Linked DNA regions of Mus musculus: regions 2, 3, 4, 5 and 6 are each linked to region 1. Evidence: chromatin contacts called from public Hi-C, HiChIP or PLAC-seq and Micro-C data. All regions are on one chromosome and are shown on one strand. Each heading gives the region's core, a stretch centred on a gene start, on an enhancer-like site or on the middle of the called end of the contact. The rest is flanking DNA. Distances are from core to core; before and after follow the strand shown.

Region 1 (3,771 bases), core at 793-3,292:
AGAAAATATGGCAGGTTTGGCCAGGAAAACCAATGGCCAGGACAGGCAAAGAAAAGGAACCTGTGATCAGTGTGGTCCCTGAGCTGAAGGACCCTAGGGACAGCATCTGTCCCCTGAGAGCACAGGCTTCCCACAGTTCTTTTCGTGTGTGTGTGTGTGTGTGTGTGTGTGTGTGTGTGTGTTTCCTACCCAATAGCTCACAGCCAGTTTCCTTACTTTTGGTTCATACCATCTATCTCCCTAGATACCCCTTCCGTGGGTTCAGCTCCCCCACATCATTAAAGGCCTGCTTTCCTTACAGGAGTCTCTGAGGGTAGTACCATCCTTCTCTGTAGACACCTGTCTTCCAGGAGCTGGGCTTGAGCCTGAAGCTCATCTCTCACATGGCCACTTGCAGCTTGCCAAGATAGCTGGGGTCAAGATTTAGTCAGCCTTCTACAAATAAAGCATACCCTGACCCAACCATGGAAGCACCCATGAGCTAAGCCTCTGGTTTCCAACAGTTGCATCAGCCATTATCGCACACGCACAAACGCATGCACACACTCAGAGAGAGAGAGAGAGAGAGAGAGAGAGAGAGAGAGCTGGCACTCAGTGGGCAAAGGATTCACTGGCCCTCATTGAGCAAGGGATCTGCATGGCAGCAACACCTTTTCCTAACTTTCCAAACCCAAGTTAACTTCCCTTTGTCAAAATTGTGAAGCATTAATGTGCCCAAATGAAAGGTCAGAGGTATAGACTTGTGTCCTGGCCTCATTTCCAGTAAGAATGGTCTACATGGAGTAAGGGAGGCTTACAGCTTTACCTAGGCCAGTCCCGAAGATGAAGGCACAGATGGGTGGGTATTGGCTGTGGACCATTCATTCAATGGTCCAGTAAAAACAGTGGAGCCAGGCTCTGAACCAAGAGGTCCCATGCTTACCCACCCCAAACTGCCCCTTCCCATACCCTCACCCTATTCCCTAACAAAGATCCTTTAAGTTATGTCTAACAGAAAACCCCTTATTCTTTAGTAAGAAAAAAAGCAACTAAATAGAAAAAAAAATTAAAATTACCCGCAGAGCAACCAGTTTCTGACCCTTTCCTCTGCTGCAGAGAGCTATAGCCTTCCTTTGCAATAAACTTAACTTGCTTACTTTTCTTTAAAAATATATACAAATTCGCAGCAGTGGCAGCAGCACTCTGAGGACCCAACCCCTGTGGCTCAACATGAGGGCAGTGATGCTGGCTGCTTAGTTTGGCTCACCTGGGCTGCTATGGTGTCTGTGGATATTTGAGAACTGTGTGGCTGAAACACACAAGAGAGAAATGTTAGTGATGTCCATGAACTTTTCTAACACAGCTGTTAGAAATCAGCAACCTGGATGGCTTAGGACTGGTGCCAGACATAGCATCAGAGATAGTTGGTCCCTCACCTTCTACTCTTGGACTTCTCATTAAAGTAGACTGCCACCATAGCTCACGCTGCTACTGATCACTGGGGAAACTAAGGCAGGCAATCATTTAAAGCTGAGCCCCATCTGCATTCCCGGATGAGGTCCAGGCCAGAGTCGGCTCATGTTGTCTTCAAAATAAAACAAACAAAAAGACAAGATGTCCCAACCCAACCTCAAAGGTAAGTGGCCCCTAAGGTCCCTGGCAGAAATTTTGACTAGCATTCAGAGATGGGAGCATAAAAACACCAGAGTTCCCAGGACCCCACATTCTGGGTTTAGAATCAGGGTGGATCCAGTTGCCCTCACATGTGGTATAGAAACAGGCTCATCAGAAATCTCCTTAGGCAGATGATGAACTTATAAACCAAGGAGGGGTATGTGGGAGGGTTTGGCAAGAAAAGTGAGAAATGATGTAATTATATTATAATCTCAAAAAACAAAAAAAAACAAAAAACAAAAAAAACCCTGTAATAAAAAACGTTCTGGTTGGGGACCCCTGGGCCACTAGGGGGAGCCAGGGGAATGATATCGGAGGGCTCTTGGGGTTGGGGGGGGGGGTTACCAGATCTGAGGAAGAACTTGGGAACCACTACCACAGTGATTTTGTTACACTGAAAGGCACACAGCCCTCTCTGAGGCTCTCTGGAATCAATCCGATGTGTGTGGTACGGAGAGAGGTGCTCACTGAGGATGCTGGCCCTTCCTGAGACCCGCAGCCTCAGGTCTGGGCAGCCAGAGTCACACATGGCTGAGCATCAAGGACACAGAGGCAACCAGGGCGGGCTATTCTCAGAGTGTTGGAATGGAGGTGACAGGTCACATCAGGGTGGCGTTCAGAGCAGTGAAGGACTTGGGGCTTGAAACCTTAGCCATAACTAGGCTGTCTCTGAAAATTTTGGACTCATCTGAGAGGGGGGTGCAGCAGCTACACAGAATGGGGGAGGGACTCTTGGTTACAGTCATTCCCATAGGACATTTCATGTCTCCAGGGCAGCAAACATCACAGCCTGGAGTTACCACCAGCCACAATACTGAAGAGAAAGACCACAGACTTTAGCCCATCTAGCAGCTGCCCTCACCCTTTTTATTTTTTTTCTCAAAGGAAAAGTGCTGACACCATTTTCCAAGCCTTAATTATACATAAAAGCTCTCTCTTTAGTCAAAGAAAAGCTGAATGTAAACTCAAAACCATATTGACGTTATTGACCCACCGTGGCCCCACATGAGCCTTACATCTGCCTGCCAATATGACAGAAACTGGTAGGCGAAGGACACAAATGTCCCGTGTCCTTGACAGACAGACAGCCTTCGTTTCCACATCAGCAGATTCTGTCTTTGTGGATTTGTGAGGAGGAAGAGAATAGGGCTCCTGATAGAAGCTTGGCGTACAACTCCCCAGCATCCTTCAAGTGATAAGCAAAAGCTTCCATGGCTCACCACTCTCTGCCTAGACAAATTCTAAATATGGATCTGCACATATGTACAGATTAGACTGAGCACACAGGAGCAAAGCAAGCTGGCCATCCGTCCCTCCTGTCCCCTCCCTCTGTAGGAATCTGGCTGGGGATGTAGGTTTGAGTTCACAGTACTGACGATCTCAGAGTCCAGCTGAGCATAGCACAGGAAATCAACATGCCTGCATCTGAACTAACTGCATTCTGCTTCATTGCCCTGCTTGCCAACAAATGTTTATGCTCTTATTGCCTAAGGTCCTATGATTCAAAAGGGGGCCCATATATTCTACCATAGCATCTCCAGTGCATTAGTACTTAATGGCCATGGGCCGTGGAGCGACACTGTTTAACCAAGGTTACTCTTTTTTTTTTTTTTTAACCTCAGTGCTATTTTGGTCTTGAGTGTGCTTCTGGCCTTTGTGGTTTTATGGAAATTCAGTGTCCTTCAAAGGAGAGGAAAGAGTGATGTACACCCAGAAGAAATCTGGTTTCTCAGCTCAGGCCTTGGAGAAGCTGGGAAGACAATATTCTGAGCTGCTCAGCAGCTGTTTCTGGCTTCTGTATGGTCTATCTGTCCTCCAGTCACTAGTGGAATTGCCATCTTAGTCCCATTTAGGGATCTGCTGTTCTCTGTGGCTTCAATCTCAAAATATTCTGTGACCGAGTATCCCCAACACTGCCCAAGAAACCCACACGATAACTCATAATGAAGAAGGTTATTCAGTTCCATTCACTGTTAGAGAGGGTTTAACAAAAATGCCCAAATGAAGGCTCTTAATTGGAGCTGAAAATAATAAACAGATGGATGGATAGATAGATAGATAGATAGATAGATAGATAGATAGATAGATAGATAGATAGATAGATAGATAGATAGATAA
Region 2 (3,771 bases), core at 420-2,919, 470 kb before region 1:
CCTACATATTTATTAACATTCATTTGCATGGATGTAGAGGACTGAAGTTTAATAAGATTGCTGTACATTTTGCTAACCCATCCTCATCCTTACTGTTTGGTTTCAAACCCAGGACAATGGACTGGGATGCATATTTTGCATATCAGAGCAGACATGGCTTCCGGGTTCTCCCAGCATCACTCAGTCCCTACCTGGCATACCCTGCTCCCCAGCCCTGAAATGTCCAACCTAGAGGCTGGGCTGCCCTTCCCCCAGAGGCTCTTCCCTATATAATCCAGCCATTTTAGTTTTTCCCTATCTGCCCTCTCGCTGCACAAGGGCTGGGGCTCACTCTTTGTCTCTTCCCCCACCCCCTCCCCTCTCTCTCCCTTCCCACAGTGACTTCCCTGGCCTCTTTCCTTAGGGCCAGTGAACTCACCAGCCCAGAGCAGTTTCCCAAGAAACCTGCATTTAATATACTCGAATCTGGCTTGAATTGGCTCATTTCATCGGTGGAGAAATAACTTATCACTCACTTCTAGCTTTGCATGGGCTGATGTGTGGACATGGATTCATTTACACACACAACTCTTCCATATCATGCACTTATTACAACTTTCCCCTGAGCATCCTGAGAGTCTCATTATTGCGATGTCTAAGGAAACATCTCTTTTCAACTTATTTTTGTCACTATATTTTGAATATTCCCATTTCTCTGTCTACAGTGGCACACAGAGATGTCTCATTATCTGCCTTGTTTAGGCAGTGATTAACACATCATTAACATAGGAAGAGTTGGGAAAATTGCTAAAGACTGTTGAAAAGTGTAGTAACTGTTAATAGTCACCAACTGTTCATAAGGCACTTAGCTTAATTTGTTAGGAACCATAGTGTTTGGAGCATCACCAATTTGGATGACATTTTGCCAGCAGTAATGGCCCTTTTGCTCTTAGGCTTGTGACTGGTGTCCACCCGGGGTCAGGAAGGATTTTTCCCCATGCTAAGGCTTTATGGTTGGGGGCATCATAGGGGTCTTTTGCTTTCTTCCATAACATCTGGCACCAGCTACTGCTATGCACAGATCTCCTAACTCAATGGGCCATTCCTTTTCCTGCAGAAAGCTTTGTCAATTTTAAAAGAGCACTCAGGGGTGTCTATAATTGAGGCCATGTGTTATCAATTAGAGAGGAGAGAGAAATTAGTTTTTTCTTAGCTCATTCCCAGCTCCCATGAGGAGACTTTTGTCCTAAAATAAACGTAGCACGATCTGAGGCTGTCAGGTCAAGGGCCTCCGCTGACCTTTGGTGACCTTGCCAGATTCCCATGAAGTTACCCTTGTGTCCCCGGAATGGGTAGGCCAAAGATTTCCTGCACCTAAGTGTCACCCAGACACACAGCACCTACCTCTTCCAGAGGCACAGCAAGCAGCTGCTGCTTTGTATAATTTTAGGAGTGCTAAGCAGTTTCCTCTGGCCCTAAATAATTCCTCCTTCCTAACTTTAGCAGCTCATTTCCAATGTGAAATTACTTTCCAATTTCAAGAATCCTTTGCTGCCGTGTCCAGAGAGTAACATCTTGGGAAAACTCACTTTTGGTCTGATGAGGACTATTTATACTGAATAAGCCCAGTCCTGGAGATTTCTAGTGCATAGCACCTGGGTGCGTGTTGAAGGGTAAAAGGGAATTAAAAGGATGCATGGGATCTCACTGCATGGGGGCAGGGAAGATGGAGCGGGAAACCAATGAAGGGCACGGTACCCTTCTGCTGTAAGAATTGGCAGCCGAGTAGAGAACTTAGGGCTCAGTAGGCTCTGGGATCCACAATCAGTTTCTTCTACAGAGCAGCATGGCCCATTGCCCACTGTGTTTCTGTGAAAATCTGCTCCTGATACCACCCCTCTCCTCTTACCGTCTCCCAGAAGCACTGTCAGTCCTTCCATATGCCCTGTGGCTCCATCTCCATTGTCCCACTTTACACTGGCCCAGATGGACTCGCCCCCACTTTTCAGTTCCAGCATTCTGCTGTTTTTAGAGAACGGAACTCTGTTTTCCTAAATGCACGTAATAGTACCCAACACACAGTGTGAGCACGGTAAAACACTTCTGGAAAGGAGGCCTTTATAAATGTGCTGTTTTGCTATTTAAAATATTGTTTTGATGCACTGCTAGTGTTTCAATAGTTAACTTAGGTATGTAGACAGTATATGACATGTTGACTGATAAGAAATCAGAAGCCCCTGGGCACACCACAGTAATCCCTGGACTGTGTAGATGGCTGTGTGAAGACCTCATGAACTAACATAATGGTTTACATTGAATGAGCCTGTCTGATCTTGCTCTTCTAGAGGACTGTGCCACAAGGGACTGGGCCTGTTACAAATACCCACAGAATACCTGGTTGGAACAGTATGTTTCTAACTGTGAAGTTACAACATTGAATGGCACAAGCACAGCCTTCCTGAAGCTTCTATTCCAATAGGAAGAAAACGTAGGAAATTAAATATATTCTGCCAGATAGCACTGAAGAATATGAAGAGGCCTAAGCAAAGAGAGTCCTGGGATAGGACATTCCATCAGGGTTCAGCTCTTCAGTGGAGCTTTGGAAGTAATTTCATCCTACAGGTTGCATAGAATGGAAGATGCCACAGACTGTGGCTTCAGAAGGCAGTGCATTCTTCACATACCAACAAGGTGAGCATACTCAAACTAGTGCACCCACCTTCCTCTTCAGAAAAAGGCACTCCATGGAAAGGAACCCCTGACACTCTGTAATGCCTGCCTCTTGTGGAGTGAAGGCTTAGCATCATCGGTTACTACCTATAACATTATGGTTGTAATAGAATCTCAGACTTTAAAGAGCAACAAGAAGGCAGGAGTAACAGATGCAGGGAGCGACAAGATACACTGACTTGGAAAGGATAGGCCCAAGAGAGCATGCTGCTTCAGGGAAGGGAGGTCATGGTAGAGGAGTTACATTTACCTTTTCTGGAGAGACAGGAACAAATACTGATTTGCTCCAGATTGGGTGCAAATCAATGACTAACCAACATAAGAAACCCAGCCCTGTTGGTTAGAATAGAAATGCCATCCATAGGCTCAGACATTTGAAACTCTGTCCCTAGTTGGTGGTGCTCTTCAGAAGGTTTAGAAGGTGTGGCTTTACTGGTGGAAGTCCGACTCTGAGGGTGGGCTTTAATAATATGTAGCTTTGTCCCACTTCCTGTTGACCTCTGTTGTGGGTTGTGATGTGATCTCTCAGCTTCCTGCTCCTGCTGCCGCGCCTTCTTGCTGCTGTGGCTTCCTGCCATGATGAACTCTTATCACCCTAAAACCCCTAGGTTCTTATGCTGGTTGGTTTTGCCATCTTGACACAAACTCAGACATGGGAAAAATGGAATCTTAATGGAGAAAATGCTACCATATAGTCAGCCATAGTCAACTCTGTGGACTGTTTGATTTCTGATAGATGTTGATAACGCCCAGCTCACTGGCGATAGTGCCACCCCAGGTCAAGTAGTCCTAGATTATATTAGAACATAGACTGAGCAAGCCACTGGGAGCAAACCAGTAAGCAGTGTTCACTTTGGCCTCGGCTTTGGTTCCTGCTTTCAGGTTCCTGCTTTCGTCCCTGCCCTGGCTGCTTTAGATGATGAACCATCATGTGGAAGTGTAAGGTCAATAAACTCTTCCCTCCTCAAGTTGCTTTTTGTCATGGGCTACAGGTCTAGCCTGGTGAACCATTGAGTATAATTGGGATTACTCAGAGGACCACTGGCTGATAAAGGGTTATCT
Region 3 (3,771 bases), core at 719-3,218, 430 kb after region 1:
TGTATGATGCTCATAGAGCCATGATCATAGACACACACAGGCTGCAAGCACAGCCACAAACATGTGGCCCAAGGTGGCCCACAGTTCCTCAGCCCCTTCTTCTGCTCCCAAAACATAGTTCCTCACTGTCACCCTCCCTGTTGGCAGCAGGATCTCCACAGAGGTTGCCTGTCCATCTCCGCACCAGTGGATTGGACAATGAACTGACGTTTTCTAAGCAGCCTCTGCTCCACCCTTGATTAGACACTATCTTTAATTAAAACGCCTCATCAGAACTCAGAGCCAATTTCATCCTGGCTTTCCTAAGTGCTCTGTACAAAACATTAACTCTGGAATCTCATTACACACTTTCAACCCCTGTGACAAACATAAATGATAATTCAGCTCTAATGCCTTCTTGAGCAAGCCACATTTTCAGAGGCTCATGGATAATAGGAACACACTGAGGGGAGCATCTCTCTCTTCTCTCTCTCTCTCTCTCTCTCTCTCTCTCTCTCTCTCTCTCTCTCTCTCTCTCTCTCTCAGCTGGTGTTACAGCAGTCTCATCACCAAGTATGAATCTTGCTGGCCTCAGATGATGCTCATATGGCAGCTAGAACTCTACTTTAATGAAGTTCTTCATGAGTTAGGAGACTTGGGCTACCAACAGAATGTTGGTAGGCAACCATCAGCTGGGCGAGTGGAAGAGGACTGAGAGATGCTTGGCTCCCTTCACTCAGAGGCACATCCTGGAGTGCATTGTGTTAATGGAGACTGGGAAGGATTAGCAACTTCTTAGCCTGAGGATTTGATTAACAGGTCTTTAGAAGGTCTATGGCTCTAAGGTTGACACCATCATTGAGTTCAATGATCTTACCCTGCCAGCTACACACTTGGTGTCACTGGTCATACCCATGCCCTTCCTCATTAAGACCGGAAAGCACTGTTTCACACTCTGTGATCCCCTTCTCTCCAAGGTATGGTGACAGAACCACCTAAGAGCACCCACCCTTCCATTCCTCTATAGCCCGAGGATCAAATGCTGTACTTGAACAGGGATCCTCTGTGCTAATCACATGTTCAGAGCCATACCTGTAGAGCCAGACAGAAAAACGAGGAGGCTGAGGCTAAAAGTAAGGAGGCTGTGGGATAAAGAACAGGCCAGGATAAAATCAAAATTGCTACTGAGGAAACCCCAAGGAGTCAGATCTTGACAATCACTCTAACAGGGTTCAGGAGGCTGGAGCTGTTGGAAGATTTTTATACAATCTCAGCACCCTTAGTTCAATTATAGCTTCATCATTCATTCTCAAACTACAGCAGACACAAGGGCCTTCCTGGGCCCTGGCTGGCCACAAGAGGCAAATATAGTATTCCAGAAGCACTGGTCAGTGAGAATATAATTTAATAAAAGCCAAATAGCTATTGGTCTCCTTCAGACAGTAATTTCCCACCATGCTTCACTTCTGTCTCTGTAATATCCATCTCCCACTTGGCTGCAACCATTGCTGTAAACAGCTTCAGAGCTCTGGCCCCCCTGACCTCCCCTCTCTATAGTGGGTATGAAGCCCACTGTCTAATATGAGGATTCTAGGCTATCAACCTTTGAACTTTAGTTTTCTGCCTATGAGAATTAAAAAAAAAAATTGTCATTCTTATTTACTTGTGAGGTTGTCCTACTTAGCTCTGGCTTTCAAATTGACACAGCCCAGAGTCACCCGAGAGTCTCAACTGAGGAACTGCCAAGATCAGATTGGCTTGTGGTCACATCTGTGAGAGACTGTCTTCCAACCCCCAGTGGGTGGTGTCATCCCTAGGCAGGTGGGCCTGGGATATATCAGAAAGCAAGCTGAGCATGTATAAAGAACAAGCCAGGAAACAGCATTCTTCCATAGTCTCTGATTCATTTCCTGTCCTGACTTCTGTGACCTGGAAATGTAAGCCAAACAAACCCTGTCCTCTTTGTAGTGGTTTAAATGATGGCGTCCCCACACACAATTACATGCTTAAATACTTGGTCCCCAGTTAGTGTTTGGGAGGTGTCAGGAGATGCGGCCTTGCTAGAGGAGGTGTGTCACTGGGGTTGGGCTTTGAGGTTCCAAAAGACTTGTGTGATTCCCAGTTAGCTCTCTCTCCTTTGTAGGTGTGGCTCAAGATGTGAGTTCTCAGCTGCTCCATCACTCTGCCACGATGGACTCAAATTCTCTGAAACTGTAAGCCAAATTAAATGATGTCTTTTATAAAGTTGCTTTAGTCATGGTGTTTTATCACAGCAATGGGAAAATACCTAAGATTATTCTCATATCGTTTTTAGTTAGAGTGTTCCGTCAACGTCAACAGAATGAAACTAGGACAAATGTCAAACAGAAAAACAACAACAACAACAACAACAACAACAATGGAACGATGGTTGTGTACTATAAAGGGCTACAAAATGTGATAAATTCCTAAATCTCTGTAGATGACAAAAACCAAACTTGTGATATTAAAGAAGAAGAGGAGTAGCAAGAAAGCCCACCCTTCCAGGAACAAAGCACAGCCTGCTACATAGGAAGACACCAATCTGCCTGCCGTCTGGACCACACTTAGAGATCTCTATTTCATGCTACAGAAGGGTGCTATTCAGTTTCCTCCTCAGGTGAGAGAAACGGGGCACTGACTACAACCATTCTACAAACACTCATAAGCAGCAGCCAGCCTTTCGTGGATAGCCACCGTGTAGACACGAAGAGCCTCATGCCAGCACCAGAAGAACATCAGTGTGCCATGATTAATAATTATTTTCATCAAGGCCCAAATTAGAAACTAAGTATGTGCTATGGCTTGACTATGAAATGCCTCCACGGGTCAACTGTTTGGACACTTGGTTCCCCGTTGGTGGCTAGGCTTTCAGAGACTGTGGGACCTTTGGGAGGGAGAGTCTAGCTGGAAGAAATGGGTCACTGGAGGTCAGAGATCAGGCCTTGACTCCTCATTTAAGCTTAATCTCAGTGTTTCTTGGATGTGTGTACAATTGTGGAAGAAGCCTTCCCTGATGTATACCACTGTACCTCCTGAGTAACCCCTCCCCTCTCCCACACTATTTCTGTCAGGAATTTGGTCCCAAGGACTTGAAAAGCTACTAAGAAAATACATTTCTGTTCATTTTAAGTACACAAAAAGAACATAAACCAGTACAACGGGTAGGTACTGATATAATAAAAGACACTCACCTGAACAAGACATATATACTCTAGCTCTTCTCTCTTATGAAAAGTATGTTTATTGGAATGAAGATGGGGTGGAGGCTTAGGGAAGGGGAAAGAGGTTGAGCCTCGCAAACAGACATCTTCCGCATCCCAAGAAGCCAGTTGCCGTGCACTAGGCAGGGGACAGCAATCTGACCGTGCCAAGTTGTCCTCCTGTACTAAGGGTACCCATTCTCTAGGGCAGACACACGTTGTTACTTGTTGGGAGTGGGCCTGTTAAAGGGTTCATGATCTGCATAATACCAACATCTTAACCGCCATCCTCATGAAAGCAACTGTTCCCTTCTCAAATAACTTCTCTGAAGAGGTCACTGGCTTAAGATGAAGTATTTTTTCCCCTTAATTCCCAGGAAAATTGGGACAAAGACAGTACAGTGATATTTCATAAAGTGTAATTGAGATCGGCATGACTTTCGGATTGACTTGACAGGGATGTTGGGTAATAAAGAAGCAACCAATCCATAGAAGAAAAGCTGTGACTGGATGGGCCATGCACTCTGACAGAGATGCACCAGCAGCCAGGAAACTAATCCAGTTTTGTGTG
Region 4 (3,771 bases), core at 748-3,247, 350 kb before region 1:
CATATATACTTTAATATTTCCAGTGAATTTTATAAACTAAAGAAAATACATCTTTGTCCTAATCATTCGCCATTCATCTACTAATTAATTTAGGAAACATCTGAACATTGATTATGAGCTAATTGCAATGTCAAGTTTTTTCCTTAGAATATAAAGATATATAAGGGACTTGCCTTCAAACACATGCAGTCAACAGCTAAATATAGCATCCTTTTGAATGATATATGTTTCTTTTTGATTTATAAGCTTACATGTATGAGTGTTCTTCTGCACGTACATATGTATACCGTGTACATGCAGTGCCTAAAGGCCTGTGGAGGTCAGAAGAAGGCATTGGACCCCTTGGAGCTGTAGTTATGGGAAACCGTAGTCATGGGTAGTTGTGAGCCAACATGTGGGTGATGGGTACCAAACCTGCTCAAGCCTTGAGAGCTCTTATAAACCTCCGATCTCTCCATCCCTTATTTAACTTCTTAGTTGACAAAGATTGTAATCTCTGTATGATGCCAAGGGATGAGCCACACTCTAGCCAGCCCCACAGCCAACTCTAACTTGCCTGTTACTTGAATTGATAGTGAACTTTCTTCATCTAACATGTTTGAAAACAGTCACCTTTCAGGGCACAGTCATGCAAGGACCATAGCAAACATCATGGCAGCACTATGTAATAGTTATAGATTAATGAACAACATTAAATATCCAGGCCATTTATTCTGAGGAAGAGGGAAAAATTAATCACGAAGGCAGCGCTCCAGAACCACATTAATTCTGTGCTCGAGTGAATATATTTATTTGAATACATTTTTAAAAGGCCATACATCTTGCAAGCATAAGAAAAATTGAAGGAAACTTCCTGCCTTAGTTGATTTCACATTATGGTGAACTTCACATAATTAGCTCACCGGAGACGAGAACTCCTAGTGATACAAATGACAAGGATGGTGGCAAGATTTCTTGAGGGCAACATACTCTTGGTTACCCAGCAAAGGGACCCTGTACCCACTGAAGCCTCCTCTTTGGGTTCAGTATGCAAACTATTCTGAGATTTTAGTTCGCCTATTTGGGAATGTGTTCTGAGTAAGGGATCTTACAATGGTCGCTTTCTGCTTCTATGGCCAATTAAACAAATGAAATGCCTACACACTCATGTGCAAGATATGTGGAACATGAAATTGGAGCCATTTCACACTCAGTCAACCCAAGGAAGGTCAAGACGAAAATGCTCGCCACATTTCATATTTAATACAACTCTGCCCTTCTGCAGGCAGACGACCTGCCAGTGCATCCACGGAACAAAATTTGCTCAGTATCTAGAACCCTGCCAGAGATAAGTGCGGGCTGTCTTCCAAGTTGTGGCTTTAAGAAAATCCTATTATCTGATTATGTAACTAAGCAAAGCTAAACCCTGAGATTAGCATCATATCAAAGATAGGAAATTGCAAGAGAGCTCAGCAATGAAAAATACCAGGCAGGAAAAGCCCGGTTTCTCTGTTTTGCAGGAATACAAATTTCATCACAGAATGTCCCATAATTCTCTAATCTGTAGAGTGAATGTCAGTTATTCATATCATTTTGACAAAGCACTAAAATAATCTTTGAAATTGGAATGGCATGTGTCCTTTAAAAGCCCACTGAGATGGTTCCTAAAAATAGTTTACCAAGCAACAGAATCGAATTGTTAGGGAATTGCTCCTTAATGCGTCAGAGAGTTGATTCCTGTGGCACTTCAGCTAGCCAAAGTAATAAACATACCATGACAATTTTTTTTTCTCCACGAGTTGTTCTTGCAACTCTCACGAGTTCATCCCACCCAGGAGTATTATAACAGTATGTGCTTACCGGCACCCGGAGCCACAGGAGAGGCAGTGTGCTCTGATAGTTGGTTAAATGTACTCAAAAGGAGTCAGCAATTACAATTAATCCCTCTGATGCCTGCCGCTGCTGTGCCTATTTCCGGAGTATGAGTGTCACTGGAGTGTTTGGAGTACAAGGAGATTTTAGATTCCAACAACAAGTGGCTGAGCACCCTCTCCCAACCAGCTGCAGAGCCTCCCTCCTCCCTCCCAAAGCAGGGGAGGGAATGCTGACAAAAGAATTTTATATCAGTCTAATTGAAATAACAACAAAATTACCATTCAGGAGAAGGACAAGCTGCTAAAATTAAATCATCCCTGGGAAAATGTGCACCCGACGAAACCATCAAGGCAAATGATCAAAATGATCTCGGGTTCTGGAGAAGACCTGTGTGCCACGTGACATTGGACCTGTTTTAGTTTTACTGTCCATAGGTTGTTTTCTGGAAGCTCCCAAGAGCTCTCCCTTACTGCACATACACACTACTACCTGCTTTTCTCAGTAGGTGTGAAGCAGGGAGAGAAGGTGTTGATATTTTATGCAACTGAATTTCTGGCCGGAGATGTATGTAGCTCAATGGTGGGGCATTCACTGGACATGCAGGAGGCACTGAATTTGATCCCCAGCTTTGAAGAAAAAAAGAAGTAAATTCCACTGCAACCTAAGTTTGAAACTTTCATTCTTGTTACTACCATGTTGTTTTTAGCATTTTCTAATCTATTCTTTATGAAACTCCTAGTAGAACATTGCTAGGTTGTATACTGAGAAAGTACAGACAGAAGCTGATGGCCTTAAAAAGGTGAGAAGATGAGCCAGCTAGGAATGTACTAATTTAACTATAAATATAAATACTACTATACTAATTTAAACTAATTTAAAGAACTGCTAAATGCCAAGAGTGGACTAGCATATGGATATAGAAACTTGAGCACTTCAGAGGCTCTCTTAGCATGTGCCTGGAAGCTTGTCTCACAGGTGAATCTAGATCCCACCAAGTTGACAGTATCTGCAGTTTCAAGTCTCCACTGGGGACAGGAATATATTAGAACAAAACTCTAGTAGTTAAATAGGAACCTACTATATTATCTTCACGGGCAAATGGAGACTTATGAAACAGCTGTGAGCTAAGGGACTCCAAAGCCGAACTGTAATTCACAAGAATCATGAGCTGTGTCATCATCAGAAAACTTAGTGTGAAAAGGTTGACATCTGGGAATCTATGTGCCCTTGAGGGCCAGTTTCAGGCAGAGGCCTTGACATGTGGCATTTGAATCTCAATTGCAAGGATATGGACGAGTTGTAACAGCTGGCACGTCTTTAAGACCAGTTGATAGGGCAGAGCTGGGAATAACACCTCTGACAAGAAATATAATCACCTGGAACAGACAGGGTTAGGGAAAGGCAGAGATGGTTCCCAAGTTTATAGAAAACACCATGAACCTTTTGGATTGGATGGACAGGTAGATAGATAGATAGATAGATAGATAGATAGATAGATAGATAGTCTGAGTAGATAAATGGATGATGATGAATGGAGGATAGATGGTAAATAGATGAATAGGTGGATTAATTGATGATGGATAGATAGATGGATGAAAATGAGTGATGGATTGATGAATGGATGATGGATAGATGATGGATGGATGGATGAGTGATGGATGATGATGAATGATTGATGGATGATGGATGTATAGATGAGACTGAAACAATAATGCTCTGTCTCCCACTTTCCTGGAGTTATAAACAAGTATAATTAATTCAATTTTGTAAAAGATTACACAAACATTAAAATTTCAAATATGGAAATGACCAAACAGAATCCACATTTTTAAAAAAACACACAGGATATTAGCAGGAATTTTCCATGTTGTCTTGAGCCCTCATAATAGCTTAGAGGTGCACACTAGCAATAGGATC
Region 5 (3,771 bases), core at 600-3,099, 330 kb before region 1:
CCTAGATCAGCCTAGATTTCAATACTAAGATCCTGTTTGAAATACACAAGCATTTGAAAAACTCCCAACATAATCTCTAAAATTAACGGTAGGTAAAATTTCAGATATATGTTCTCAGGTAAATGTTATCTGAGCTGCTCAATGTTGTGCCACAGTTACACAGGCTCTCTGTGCTGGTGATTCACTACCCAGTGTAAGAAACCATCCTTTTAATATTCACACTGAATGCATAAGTCTGAAAAGTACTCATCTTGTAAAGAGATAAATTAATTGTGTTAACTCCATGGCCATACGATCAATAGCAGTATATGTCTTGGGCATCCCTCCTGTTGTATTTGACAGAGGGTTCTGTATTGACTTCCTGTAATGTGTATGTCCTTGGATTGTCCAGTGTAGGTGAACTTGTACTTTTTTTGTCGTTGGAAGCCCACTAAATTAGCCTTCTCTGTGTTCTAGGCATTATTGGAAGCCCCTGGATGAATGGATTCAGTTGATGCTCACAGCAATCCTGCTAAGTAATTACTCTGATCTCCCTTCTGCGGTTAAACAGGGAGATCACACAATTCCCCAGAGAAGTGGGAGAGCTAAGGCAAATCTATCCATGCAGAACGGTGTAGATCCTTAGCGGAAATGCCTTCTGCTATCTCATTCCGCCCTTTCTTTTCTATCTTGTTATCCAATGGCTCGCTGTACCGTATAACTCAACTCCTTACCAAGCATATCCATCCATCTCACAGCCCGGCCACTTGCTTCATGACGTCTGTTTTGTTCTTTGAGACGGGGTCTTCTATGTAGTCTAATCTGGTCTCACAATTTGCCGCGAGCCTTCTGCTTCTGTGCCCTCCATGCTGGGTTCACAGATGCCTACCACCACACCCGGTAGTCCCAAAAGCGCTAAATTTAAAGTTAGGCTGTTGTAAACCCAAATGGCGTCCTGAATGGTATTCCCTCTCAAATCTGTTCTTCCTCACCATGGGCGTGGGACTCTGCCTTCTACAGCACTGCCTAAATTAGACAGCAGGCACCAGCATCAGCCTATCGGCTTCTCCTTCCCAGACTTTACATCACTCTGTCACCTGGTGCAATGATTCTACCGCCTAAATGTCTCCCAAGAACACCCTCTCCTGTAACTTTGAGAACTGCACCTCGGTCTGGGTTTGGTTTTTTTTTTTTTTTTTTTGGGGGGGGGGGAGGGTGTTGGACGCAGGAGGGACCTCTTAGTTTTTCCAGCATCCCAGAGGATGCGGGTGGTTGCCGGTTGCCACAGGCTCTGGTTCTGTTTGAACATCTGACTCTAGAGTGGCAAAGCAGCTTCCTTTACTTAAACTTTCCATTTCAACCTCCTGAATAGAGGACTCTGTCTACTGCTTAACCAACTACAGTTACGTTCCTCACTGTGCTCACAGTACATTTCCTTCTGCTTTGGTCTCAGTTGATAATATGTGCCCAATATTTTAGTAAATTATATCATTCATTGCCAAGTACTTCAACATCAAGCTAGGTCCATTTATTGTCTTCCTTGCTTGTGCTTGTTTCTGCTGTGCTCTCCTCTACGAGGGACGATCTTTGTTTTGTTTGTTTTGCTGGTTTTTGTTTTTGTTTTTCTGAGCATGTGCTAACAGTATCTATGAGACTTTTGAATACCCTACTCTGTGGTTGGTTTCTTCCACACAGCCTACCCCTGTTTTGCCTTAATGGAGGTCTCCAGTGTGCTTCCTGTGTTCATGAATCTTATGTGACAGTTCCTACAGATCCAAAAGCTGGTCTGCTGGAAGGTCTGGAGAAGGCTCGGAGCCACAGCACGCTCTGGCCTGCAGAGGGCGTGACTGCTCTTCCTCCAGGGCAGCATTTCAGCATCTTTTGTGCTTGCTGTGGATCATCCCAGGCTTCATAATTTGGCTAATTAGCCCTGACTCCAAGCATCTTCTAGCATCCTGAGCCAACAGCTGCAGTTTTTGTGTGAACAATAAAACTAGGCTTAACGATGCGAATTGTGAAAAGACAACACTGGACACCCTTTACTGATACTCAGCCAGTGTCGTCATCCCTCCCAGGGTCTGCAAGGAAAACTCTCCCAGACCAGAGAACAGCCTGAAATGACCCACTATAAATTCCTCTGCAGAAGCGTGTATTCATCTTAATATGCTCTCCCCAGACTGCCACAGCTAGATGTCATTTGCATCTGAAATTTACCTTCCTTCTCTTCCCTGAGTCCAGCCCTGCTTCTCTTTAAGGACTTGGCTGTTAAAAATTGAAATTACCAGACATGCTGTATTTTGAATTTATGCCAGAGCTCCTTAGGCAAATGCTTTCTGCATTCCCAAGCAAGAAGAGAGAGAGCATAGTTTTCCCAACTGTCTTTGTCAGATATTCTCCTTTGCTCCTGACTTTTGTGACAAGATCCTTCTATCTGCGGGAGCTGTGCAAAATCATGGTATAAACTCCATCACCCAGGAGGTTCCTTCTCTTGTGATAAATCAGTCTCATGGAAAAAAAAAAAAAGAGTCCTTCATGGACAGTGAATGCATGATGCATGGCCTGTCATCACTGACTTGTTACCTCCGTCTGCAGGGCCTTCTGTAATGATCTAGTTACTGCGGGGTACGTCCTAAGCCTCACCTGGGCCATGCCTGGAAGGCCCATCTTTCTGGGGAATTATCAGACCAGACACAGAAGGTAGGGACTGCTGGTGGAGACATGGCCACTCAAGTTATTCAAAAAGATAAATGTTCTACCTACTGACTCTGTCATTGCATGCTAGCCAATCATGTAACACACATGAAGGACTATGCTCTGTCTTACGAGGAAAGATGTTAGCCATTTCAGTCCTGTGAAATGGTTCTCACTTGAATCAGCCTTGTTGACTTAACTCACCCTGTTCTCTGGACCCAGCTGAGTCTCAGTTCACTGCACACATGAAACACTGACATGTAGAACATGACAGAGAAGCTTTCACATGCCACAACATCCTAAAATGAGGCTACTGTTTTCATTTTTTTTTCCAGAGTATTGAAAGCAGGCCAAAAAATTGTCATAGTTTATAAACCAGAGAAACAAGTATGGACACTCATTTCATCTCTCTGGGGACAGCAGCATCTGCAGTAGACATGCATGTTCTATAAGAGATATTTGTGATGCCAGCAGGCATGTAGAATCTCCACTGTGCCACAATTCACTATGGAAGGATCACTAAATTTTACATGAATGTTTTTGCCAAAGACACAATACTTTCCTTAGGATTTAAATTCGAATTTAAATAGCTGTGACATCGTGGGCAGCTAGGTGAACTTGTGGGCAACTAGTATCAACTCTAATACAACAAGGCATATGTGAAAACCTAAGGACAACTTCTTCCTGTCCTTTATAGTCAAACATTTATTTTCTTGGGTGAATTCACTTTACCTGTGTCCTACGTAGGAATTGCTTGATCAGTATTGATAGAAAATCAGGGTGTCTGCTACTTTTAAACTTTACGTATGGTTTAAAATCTGCATCAGGTAACCAGACTCTTGGGAAGGACAGTTTCCTGTGGCAAACGCATGCATGGGAAGCCATAGCACATGGCTGTCTGCAGAAGGAAGCAAAGATGCTGAACAACGGATGACACCTGAGACACACACACTGACCCGTCCAGCAGGTCCAGTTATTTGAGGGTCTCGAGGGGACCTCCTCCTAAGAACCAAATGGGGGGTAGAGAGAGACGAGGGTCTTGTACGAGTAATGACACGGAAACCGTTCTGAAGTTGTATCAAGACCCCAAAATGTATTAGC
Region 6 (3,771 bases), core at 810-3,309, 270 kb after region 1:
TCTTAAAGGTCCCACTGCCTCCCAGGCACCATGAAGTCTAAGCTTCTAATAGATAGATGATAGCAGAGAGATAGAGAGCAGGGTGCATCTGCTTAAGGTACACTATCAGTTCATCTTAGTCAGATATGCCCTAGGAAGCATGTGAGTTGTTATCTGATGGAGATGTGCTGCTTTAAGAGGATGGATTCTTGCTCCTCGCCCAGTTGCTCCGACCATTCTCTGTGCTCTGTTTGGGTGCATCTCCGCTGCCTCCACTCCTCTGAGCACTGCTACTTTATACAGATGCTCATGACTTCTTCACACACTGCTACTGAAGCACACCCAGTCTCACCTTGTTTAATGATGTTGCTCCAAAGCACAATATAAAATCATGGCCTCTGGACCACTTTTGTTTAAATTTATTTACCCTTTTATCTTAAACATTTCACTTTTCTTCATTTTTAGCTCTGGCTCTTAAATGTGTTCTTCGTTTAGTCACAATGAATGTTGCCTTGCATGGATAAGTCAAAGGCCATGCCCTCAAAGAATTGTGTCCTGTATTAAAGTCTGTATGTTTGTGTACTTGTGTGTGTGTGTGTTTGTGTATATGCATGTGTATATATGAACATGTATATATGCTTGTGTGCATGTGTATGTTTGTGTGTGCGTGTGTATGTGCATGTGTGCATTGTGTGTGAATACATGTGTTTGTATATGTGCACATGTAGGGAGTATTTGGGGCCTATGGTGTGTGTATGTATGTGTATATGTGGGCGTTTGTGTATGCACATGTGTGTTCATGCACATGGATGGACTGTGTATGTAAAAGTGCATGTGTATATGTTTGTGGGCATATGTGTTCATGTATATGTCTGGATATCTGTATGTGCATATATGCATGTGTGTGTATACATGTGTGTGTGCTTTCATGTACCCTATTCTTCATATCCTTACACAGTTTCTCAAAGCAGAGGAGACAATGCCTTCTTTATTCATCTGACTTCACAAAGTCACCTTCACATCTGACACTGATCTCTAAGAAACAGCTGTCTGGGTGCATGCCTGCCAACCCAGCTACTGAAGAGACTGGAACAAGAGGACCACTTGAGCCCACAAACTAGGCACCAGCCCAGGCAACTAACAAGGCCCTGACTCCATCCCCTCAAGAACCTGTTTCTGATATAGATCATTATTCTTTCCTTTAACAAAACCCATATGTAGAAACTATCACTGCTCAGTATTGGATCCCCACCCAGGGATAGTAATTGGCTAGACACAGGAGACTGGAGGCATTGACCTTGTGGACTCTGGAACTAGCAACAATATGAAAATGGCACCCTGGCACCTCAGGTGGGACTAAATTGTCACCGACAAGGTCTGTGTTTATAATCCGTACTGAAAAGAGACTCTGGGGAGTGTGCAGATGGCTCACTTGGGAAAGCGTTTGCCACATAAGCATAAGGAGCTGTGTTCTATCCCTGGCACCCACCTAAGAGAACACACCTTAACGGTGGTCATGGAGAACCTCAGTACTGGGAAAGAAGAGATACCAGCATCCTGGAGCTTGCTGGCCAGTCTATCCAACTCCAGGTTCAGTGAGAAACACTGTCTTAGCATAGCAATAAGCTGGTAGAAAAAACGACTGAGAAACCAACCAATGCTATGCTCCAGCCTCCACACTCAGGTGCATTTGCACATGTACACACACACATGAGAGAGAGAGACAGAGAGACAGAGAAAGAGAGACTCTGAAGTTGGCATCCTAAGCCATTCCTTATGGAAGTCAACAGCTGAAATGTCCACATAACCAGATTCCGCCATGGAGCCAACAATTTGCTCTGGTTGGAAATCTAAGCTGTGGCAACAGCTGTTCTGCCCCTCACCCTAGTGTGGAGCTTTTCACACAAATGGCCCTCACAGCTGGGGTGTGGAACCATCTATTCTTTCAAGGCAGTTGTTCCCCCAAAGAAGTATTTGTTCTGTGTGCCCCACATTTTCCAGAGCACAAGACCAGGATGGCTGGAATCACTGTGCTGTTAGAGACAGAGGCACCAGGCAGCTGTCAGCCCAGGACCTGCATGAGTCTCGGCCCAGAGGATATCAGCTTCCTCGCAGCTGTCCGTACCCAAAACCCCACAGGCCCTCGGTGTAATTCTCATATGTGTGCTATTAAAAAAACAAAACCTTCTATGAGACAGAGATCCACACCAGGCTATCTGCCTCCCTATAGCTGTGAGAGCAGAGAGCCCGAGTCTGAACAGACTTTGCAAAACTGCTTCCTCATCCAAGCAGAAAGGTTAAATTCAATAGGAAAACATCATGCTAGCCCAAGTTGGTGTTTCTCTCAGGTTCTAAAGGAGTTCAGCAAGCGCCAGGTTTTCTCCTACCTCAGTATCCACACAGCAGCTGAGTACACTGTAAATTGCAAATACTCCTCTTTGAAAAACAAAGGAACAGGGTGGCCAGTTCTGTACATGGGAAAGAGCAATGTATAGGATGTCATACAAGCGTTTGGGATCAACAGCTACTTCAGCACAAAGGGAGAGAGGTTCTTGTTTGTTTGAGGCCTGGTAATTATAGGTGACCTTCAAAGAGGGGAATGGTCCAATAGGGGACCGCATCTCTCCTGAAGAGAATGCCAGTTCAGCAAAATGAGCTCCTTGGGGAAACCTCTGAGCTGGTGACACTGGCTCAAGTTTAATTTCACAAGAACCATGTAGTGATATAAATTGATGTTTCTCTAGAGAAATTCTGGGTTGTTGTTGTTGTTGTTGTTTTTATTCAGAGTCTTTAAAGGTATTATCTTTCAACTGTTGCCACTGGCTCTCTAAAGGTCTCTAATGGTTACATTGATAACAAGGGGACCACCCAAAAGTAACAGCCTAGACAGGAAGCCATGGAAGAGAACTAGTACAAATTGTGATAAGAGTACCAAAGTGTAGATCTCTGAAATTGATGGCTTTTGATAGGGGAGTGGGTGGGGGAAGGACTCAGCTTTCTTTAAGGGGCTGGCCACTGGGAGCTTGACCATGCTCCAGTGAGTATATGGGTAACACAAATTGGATGACCTTCTTCTTCTCTCCTCCTCCTCTTCTTCCTCCTCCTCCTTCTTCTTCTGGTGAGGGAGTTAACAGGGTGGAGGACAGACCTTGGAGGACTGGGAAGTGAGTATGATAGGGGAAGATAATATGAAATTCCCATCTAATCAATAAAAACAATATGTTGGGAAAAGAATGAAAAAAAAAAAAGGAATTTCTAGGCACTGAGTCACTCCCATGTCCTGAAAAACAAAAGAAAGTCAACCACAACATGTCCAAAAGAGGGAACAAGAGGGTCGAGAGGCCCAAGGAACTTCTAATGCCATCAGTGGTGATCAGAAGAAAAGTGTTCATACTGCAGTTGAATGGACATAGGACCTTAGTCTGAGAGTGAGTAAGTGCTCCCAGGCCAGTTGTTGCTATGCAGGATTCTCTTCTCCCTTCAACTGAACTGGAAACACTTGCTACCACATGTCCTAGCTCAAACCCACCTGCTATGGACATGAGACAGGAGAGCAGGGAAAGAGTGCCCACCAGTAACTGAGGGACAGAAGAACTGGCTTGTTGCCACAGCTCCACAGGGTCCACATTTGTGCCTCCTTTCAACAGATAACAAACTGAAATGACTCTGACCCAAGTTCATCTCCTGGGGATCATAGCAGAACCAAGTGGAAGGCTGAAGGCTGGCCAAGTTCATGCTCTTTTCACTGACCACCCAATCCCACCCAAATCTAAAGCTGTGACAGTGGTGACA

Evidence for each region. A called contact is a pair of places that touch in the nucleus more often than the background predicts. HiChIP or PLAC-seq counts read pairs in DNA pulled down with a chosen protein or histone mark.
Region 2: a contact with region 1 is called in an H3K27ac HiChIP or PLAC-seq map of SST interneurons, with 6 times the contacts expected there. The contact joins two enhancer-like sites. A contact is called at or near these places in 5 of 484 Hi-C or Micro-C datasets (cerebral cortex and embryonic stem cells) and 1 of 115 datasets of contacts at active chromatin or transcription factors (SST interneurons).
Region 3: a contact with region 1 is called in a Micro-C map of muscle stem cells, with 4 times the contacts expected there. The contact joins two enhancer-like sites. A contact is called at or near these places in 60 of 484 Hi-C or Micro-C datasets (B cells, the C2C12 cell line, the HL-1 cell line and 31 more), 16 of 115 datasets of contacts at active chromatin or transcription factors (astrocytes, bone marrow-derived macrophages, cardiomyocytes and 11 more) and 1 of 9 other capture datasets (embryonic stem cells).
Region 4: a Hi-C map of myocytes shows a contact between it and region 1, with 2.8 times the contacts expected there. The contact joins two enhancer-like sites. A contact is called at or near these places in 2 of 484 Hi-C or Micro-C datasets (embryonic fibroblasts and myocytes), 1 of 115 datasets of contacts at active chromatin or transcription factors (embryonic basal ganglia) and 1 of 9 other capture datasets (embryonic stem cells).
Region 5: a contact with region 1 is called in a Hi-C map of cerebral cortex, with 4 times the contacts expected there. The contact joins two enhancer-like sites. A contact is called at or near these places in 1 of 39 promoter capture datasets (hippocampal neurons), 12 of 484 Hi-C or Micro-C datasets (cerebellum, cerebral cortex, cortical glia and 7 more) and 6 of 115 datasets of contacts at active chromatin or transcription factors (SST interneurons, VIP interneurons, embryonic basal ganglia and 3 more).
Region 6: a contact with region 1 is called in a Hi-C map of myocytes, with 6 times the contacts expected there. The contact joins two enhancer-like sites. A contact is called at or near these places in 7 of 484 Hi-C or Micro-C datasets (the C2C12 cell line, the N1E-115 cell line, bone marrow-derived macrophages and 4 more) and 5 of 115 datasets of contacts at active chromatin or transcription factors (bone marrow-derived macrophages, differentiating embryonic stem cells, heart atrium and 2 more).

The regions. Positions count from the first base shown.
Region 1 is chr17:9,757,564-9,761,334 of GRCm38.p6, forward strand. The region is part of intron 3 of 4930452A19Rik (RIKEN cDNA 4930452A19 gene); the gene reads right to left. Among named protein-coding and RNA genes, the nearest start is that of 4930452A19Rik, 16 kb to the right of the region's middle. Within about 2 kb of position 2,043, at least 47 of the 459 cell types and tissues checked have an H3K27ac peak or open chromatin away from gene starts, as enhancers often do. A contact at or near this core is called in SST interneurons, VIP interneurons, cerebral cortex and 6 more, where this site is marked.
Region 2 is chr17:9,290,577-9,294,347 of GRCm38.p6, forward strand. No RefSeq gene overlaps it. Among named protein-coding and RNA genes, the nearest start is that of 6530411M01Rik, 120 kb to the left of the region's middle. Within about 2 kb of position 1,670, at least 8 of the 459 cell types and tissues checked have an H3K27ac peak or open chromatin away from gene starts, as enhancers often do. A contact at or near this core is called in SST interneurons and cerebral cortex, where this site is marked.
Region 3 is chr17:10,189,308-10,193,078 of GRCm38.p6, forward strand. No RefSeq gene overlaps it. Among named protein-coding and RNA genes, the nearest start is that of Gm34972, 45 kb to the left of the region's middle. Within about 2 kb of position 1,969, at least 4 of the 459 cell types and tissues checked have an H3K27ac peak or open chromatin away from gene starts, as enhancers often do. A contact at or near this core is called in muscle stem cells, where this site is marked.
Region 4 is chr17:9,405,869-9,409,639 of GRCm38.p6, forward strand. No RefSeq gene overlaps it. Among named protein-coding and RNA genes, the nearest start is that of Gm51424, 170 kb to the right of the region's middle. Within about 2 kb of position 1,998, at least 12 of the 459 cell types and tissues checked have an H3K27ac peak or open chromatin away from gene starts, as enhancers often do. A contact at or near this core is called in myocytes, where this site is marked.
Region 5 is chr17:9,426,767-9,430,537 of GRCm38.p6, forward strand. All of the region lies in intron 3 of Gm51424 (a long non-coding RNA gene), which reads right to left. Among named protein-coding and RNA genes, the nearest start is that of Gm51424, 150 kb to the right of the region's middle. Within about 2 kb of position 1,850, at least 28 of the 459 cell types and tissues checked have an H3K27ac peak or open chromatin away from gene starts, as enhancers often do. A contact at or near this core is called in SST interneurons, VIP interneurons, cerebral cortex and 4 more, where this site is marked.
Region 6 is chr17:10,023,447-10,027,217 of GRCm38.p6, forward strand. No RefSeq gene overlaps it. Among named protein-coding and RNA genes, the nearest start is that of Gm34799, 120 kb to the left of the region's middle. Within about 2 kb of position 2,060, at least 15 of the 459 cell types and tissues checked have an H3K27ac peak or open chromatin away from gene starts, as enhancers often do. A contact at or near this core is called in myocytes, where this site is marked.